2 separate regions of the Triticum aestivum genome follow, and region 2 is linked to region 1. Evidence: chromatin contacts called from public Hi-C data. All regions are on one chromosome and are shown on one strand. Each heading gives the region's core, a stretch centred on a gene start, on an enhancer-like site or on the middle of the called end of the contact. The rest is flanking DNA. Distances are from core to core; before and after follow the strand shown.

The links. Hi-C and Micro-C count contacts between places; a contact is called where the count stands out from the background.
Region 2: a contact with region 1 is called in a Hi-C map of leaf, with 2.8 times the contacts expected there. The contact joins the promoter of LOC123189439 here to the promoter of LOC123189438 in region 1. A contact is called at or near these places in 2 of 5 Hi-C or Micro-C datasets (leaf and an unstated tissue).

The regions. Positions count from the first base shown.
Region 1 is chr2A:563,211,244-563,214,116 of IWGSC CS RefSeq v2.1, reverse strand. It overlaps LOC123189438 (cyclic pyranopterin monophosphate synthase, mitochondrial), which reads right to left and starts at 1,514. Exons shown (of 2, transcript XM_044601850.1): 1 at 1,329-1,514.
Region 2 is chr2A:563,426,026-563,428,898 of IWGSC CS RefSeq v2.1, reverse strand. LOC123189439 (transcription factor MYB16) reads right to left here and starts at 1,513. Exons shown (of 3, transcript XM_044601851.1): 1 at 1,047-1,513; 2 at 768-897. The coding sequence starts at 1,179.

The DNA of each region.
Region 1 (2,873 bases), core at 265-2,764:
ATATGTCTAGTAATCTAGTCATGTCTAGTCTCAATAAGATGACTAAATAACAGTAAAGGAAAAGAACAGGTTACACATGACGAATTATTTAAAGAGAGAGTGAAGAAACCTAACCCTATTGAGCTCCGCTATAGAATCAGAAGGGATTCCAGTAGCAAAGCATCTCCAGCCTCTACTTCTTTCTATTCTCAGGAGAATGAAGCGAAAGATGGACATGTGTAAACAATTGCCGCACAGTTTACACTTCTGCAAGGAATAAGTAAACAGAAAACAGAGAAATTTTAGCACAGAGATACTCTCTACCTGAAGTCTTAATAACAACTCCAAGGCTAGGCTGCCCAGATATGATGATACAGATACCGCGAAACGGCAACTTTTTAAAAATGCAGCGATACATTTTCATATATATAGATACTAAAACAATATAGATATTAATGATTCTATGCAGGAACGGGAACATAATTGTTTTCCAATCCCATGAGCCAACACACCACTCAAGCTCACCAAATCATGATAACTGCACGTGCAAGCTGCCAAGCTCATCAAATCACAATGACTGCATGAGCAAGACACACCAAGACATTAGTGATTGCACCGGATGTATCCAGATGTATCAGCATATCCGGGCAGTATCCACCTCTTATAGACTGGTTTTCTGCCGTATCCGTGTTTCGTAGCTCAAGGTGAATGTGTGACGAAAACCTACTCATTTGAGTGTATAACATGATTACCCCCCACCCTACCACAGTACCACCACCACAAATAGTTCTAGAACATGACACAATCCAAATCCATGTAGAAATTCAGGAAATCCTATGTCCATTTAATTCTTCCCTGAGTTCCAAATCGCCTATGTCCATTTGGCTTGTGGAACGGGGCTGTCCTTGCAAATTTGGAGGCCCAATTCAAATTCTTATGAAATTGGGATTGATCTGCAATCCCAACTTTTGTGTTTGGTTGCCAAAAGTTCATAATTTCCCCATGGAAACACATGGCAATGCCAACTTACGTCTGCCTATTCCTCAAACAATAATGTCTAGCTGCCCAAGGTGGATTATATTCCCTATATGGTGAGTAACCTGATCGTATATGTCAAGTTGGGTGTATTGTAATTTTTGTAATTTTGTTCATATGGGGAGAAAATTAACAATAAAATGGAGCATTCATATTCCCCACCAAGCATACCTCTCGCAAAGACCACCATAAAATTTCACTCAATACGAGATGGAAGCCTGATAGACCATATAATGCAACCAAAGAGAATGGGGGAAGAGCCCTCCGCCTGCTGCTTCGATGAGTACCCAACACAAGAGGCGAGAGAAGCCTACCTATGTCCGGGGGGTGCGTCCTTGGTGCAGCTCCAGGTGGACTGGATCCTCGACCAGCGTCGAGGAGGACTCGACGACGGGCGGCTCGTTGGGCGACGGCGGCGCAGATCCTATTCCTAGGGCGGCGTCGAGGAAAGGGTTCGTCCGGTCGGCGGTGCCGCGGCGGTGGGTCGGACGAAAGGCAGCAGCGGGTCAGAAGGTTGCGATCACTACTCGGGCCAGGCGCGGGAGGCCCACGGGAAAGATGTACCGGCCGGCCCGTGGGTGCGGTTGGTTTTGCGTAGTGAGCACGGGCCATAAATTGAGAGAAGTTGATCCTCAAAAAACAAAAAACAAAATTGAGAGAAGTTGGGAGTCACTAGAGTCGTCGCGGATTTCCTCCGGATTCAGGCGCGTTCACAACGAAGCAACCTGAGAACGGTTAAAGTCAAATACCACTTTATGATTTTCTCAAAATAATCATGAACATTACTTTTGTTTACAAAACTATTTAAATGTATGAACCGGTTTCAAATTCATTAACATTTTTTTACTCACCAAACATTTTTTGAATCAATGAACTTTTCTTTAAAATTGGGAAACAAATTAAAAAAACAAAATATTTATTTTTATTTTTGTGAACATTTTCTAAAATGTATTGTACATTTTTTTCATATTCCGGAATATGTTTTGAATACACGATCATGATTTTCGGAATATGTTTTGAATACACGATCATTTTTTCAAAATCATGAACATGATTTTATTTCCCGACCATTTTTTCAAAATTGTGATTCTTTTTAATTTCGCAAACAGTTTTGCAAAACCACCAACATTTTTTGAATCTGCAATTTTTTTATGATTTTCTAAACATTTTTGAATTCACATATATTTTATGATTTCTCAAACATTTTATTTGTGAAAACTCGCAACTTTTAGAATATTAAAATCACGAATTAATTTAAAGAAGAAAGAAGAAAGAAAACATAATGAGAAAAGAAAAGACAAAAAGGTAAAATAAAAAAACAAGCAAGTAAAGCCCCACAAATGGGCCGGCCCATGAATGCATACATGGGTAGGACATGCGTGAGAAAAGAAAGATAAAAAGTGTGAGAGCTAGGGATTGAACCCTAGTCTCATTGCCAGAAGATCTACCAGCCAACCACTCTGCCATTCATTTTTCTGTGTATTCTACTCGTCGCTCCCCTATAAAACAATGAAGGAGGTGGCGATTTTTGGTCCGAAAAATTGAATCGTTTTCTACTTATGGGTGGCATTGGTGGGTAATTTTTATCAACTTGAAGGGTACTTTTAATGACGGACGACCAGAAGCTATAGCCGCTTTATTAATACACGCACCGAACATCCCAAAAATATCCAGAAAAAAAACAAATAGAAAAACAAATAGAAACAGAAAGGAACAAAGGAAGAGAGAGGAGGGCCGTATCGTACAGGTAATGGGCTTGAGAAAGTTGAGGAATTGACACTCAAATTTGTGATCAGTCGAAAAACCCAGGTCAAGACAACTCACCAAAAAAAACGCAAATCTCAAAGCAGAAATCGATG
Region 2 (2,873 bases), core at 264-2,763, 210 kb before region 1:
GTCCACGACGATCCATAAATGACAAGCTTCAATGCCGAATCATGTAAAAAGAGAAAGGAAAATTCGGGGGAGAGCCACACATGGCCCAACTTTTTCACTCCTTTTTCCCAAGCCGATGCGTGCATTCATTGATTGATTATTAACCCGTTCTCGCCACCAGTACGTATTACTTTTCTTTTTTCTTTTTGGCAAAACGCTCTCACTGTTGATGCATAGTCGTTCTACGGGCTGAATGATGGACGCTTCTCTCTCTGTTTTTTCTACAGTGCGAGGCAGAAGAACAGCACTACCACTAGCTAGTTCTGTACTGCACAGCAAAGGCAGACCGACATACAGTAACAGTTAAAACAGAGGGGATTGTTCGTCTTGTACGTGCTAGTGAGATCGCAATTCGAAGGGTAAATTTCACGCAATGCTGGGATGGGAAAACATGTGTACGTCGCTACGACTCGGCCAAGAGCAGTACATGCAGCGGCTACGTTTTACTCGTATCTCACGGCCCTCCCAGTGTAAGTATGTACCACCCCGCTACCCATAAATGTGTGAAGACTACGATGGAGCTAGCGTGTTCTTGACTTCCCCGGACTCGGGCAGTCGGCGACCAGCATCGTACGTACTCTACTCTATTGGCAGTCAAAATTGTTGCAACCACTAAATAAGGGACCAGATTCCATCATAATTAGGCGGTGAATTAAGTGAATTCTGGGTGCAAATTAAGCGGCATATGTAGGACAGTTCGTCCATGATGGGCTGGGATGGGTGATGACCTGTTGCCGAGAAGCGCATGGAGCTGGATGATGGTCTGCTCCTCCTGCAGGCTGAACTTGCCCCTCTTGATGTCCGGCCGGAGGTAGTTGGTCCACCGGAGCCGGCAGCTCTTGCCGCACCGCTGCAGCCCTGCAAATCAAAGATTACGCCCGGTTTCCCATCATTCATGTCAGCAATGACCCAAGCAACATAGCAAAGCAGAATGCAGGAGGAGCAGCCGGGAGGGGATGAAGTTGGGGTGCAAGAGCTAGCAAATTGGATGAGGTCGGGGTGCTCACCGGCCTTGGCCGGCAGCGAGCGCCAGCAGCCGTGGCCCTGCTGCTCAATGTAGGAGAGCAGCTTCTGGTCCTCCTCCGGCGTCCACGGCCCCTTCTTCAGCCCCTCCTTCTCGCAGCACGGCGATCGCCCCATCGCCCCTCCTGCCGGCCCGATCGATCGCAGCACAAGCTCTCCCTCCCTCGCTCTCCTTGCGCTCCCACGAACGAATTCCTCCCCCTTTTCTTCTCGCTTAAGTGAGTGCCGAGTAGCCTGGCCTGATCAAGCGAATTGACTACGGGAGATCTTCCTGGCAGGGCACTGTGAGTGACTACGCGTACAGTAGCAGCAATGTATGCTGCCAGTGAGCAGAGTAGTAGTAGTAGTGGTGGTAGAGAGAGAAGTGAGGCACCGATCAGTGGCGTGCAGTGCAGCGCAGTGTGGCTCGCTAGCTTTGTGGTGTGTGTGTGTGTGTGTGAGGTCGGTCGGTGTAGAGGCATAAATAGAGGAAGGAAGGGGCGCCCGTGGTGGGGCCGGGCGCGATATCTTCTTCGGGCGCTGCGACCCTGCCTGCCTGCGCCGCGGGGCCGGGCGTCAGCAGCGCGAGGGCAGGACCGGGATTTCGCTCGCGGCGATGGCCATGGCCATGGGTGGCAATCGCGATCCACCCGATCAGAGGGCGTGCATTTAATCGGATCGGAGCCGGACCCAGATGGTCCTCTCCTCTTTGCTTGCTTGCGGCCTCCCCCCCTCCCCTCCCCTCCGCGCTGTGAGGTGGACGGCGTACGGCGTGTCGTCTTCCTGCGCCCATCGCCCATCGCCGACCCCCCTCCACGCCTTCATGGCGCACGGCCCCTCCCCCCCTCCCCCGCCGCGAGACACTATTTTCATCGCCGCCTCCCGCACATGCGCACGCAAACCGAATCCAATCCAATTTCTCCTACCAGTAACTTGCTACTAGCATGCCTCATCGATGAAACGAACGGTTCCCAGATGCAAATTTTACCCTAGAAAAACGTATGCATGCACGCAAGATCTAACCGGGCTTGGCTGCGCGAAACGGCAACGTGCACGGCGCCGGCGGGCCGGCGGGGAGGGGCCACCGGGCTACCTACACCGCTGGCCGGTCCTGTAGGTTCGTACTACGCGCTGCCTGTGCTCGGCGATGGATGGAGACGGGGATGCGTGTTGTGCGTACCTTATCGACGCGCATGCAATTGCAACATGGCCCCGGGTCCGATCCGAAACAGGCGACGGGGGCTTTCCCCGTCCGTCTGGAGGATTGACCTGATGGCAACGTCGCGGCGATTCCGGGAAACCATTTGTTCCACTCATTCAATTCGGTGCCGCGCCCCATAAGTGGTGCGTGTCAGCTCCGCTTCCTTTCCCGGGGCTGGGCTTCAGAATTTCTCCACGTCCGTCGTCTCCTCCCCTCCTTCCTTCCGTCCTGGTTACTACTTTCTTAGTTCTTACTTGAAGGGGTCGATCGCTCGCCCGCCGTTTCCATTCCAGGGCTACTGCCACTGCTACTGCTAGCCTCCCGGATTGCGCAGGTGGCCGAGGATTAAAATTGCTCTGTTGGGCCCTATGCGTCGCGGCTTAAGTGGTTCCTCGAATTAGCCGGCTCTTCGTTTCGGGCAAGAGCTCTATTCAATTCCTCGCCGCCCTCCGCTGCATCTCCGCGAGTGTGAAACGCATTTTCAGCAGGTTCCTCCTTGGGGAATTCTGCCCGTTTCTAAAAGTGAGAGAGGAAAGACTCAAGTCTTTTCTCCTTCTTCCCATCCTTATTCGGTCATGTACAATTGGTCTTGCCATCAAGTTCGTGTGACGAAATGCCTACCACTACCTCC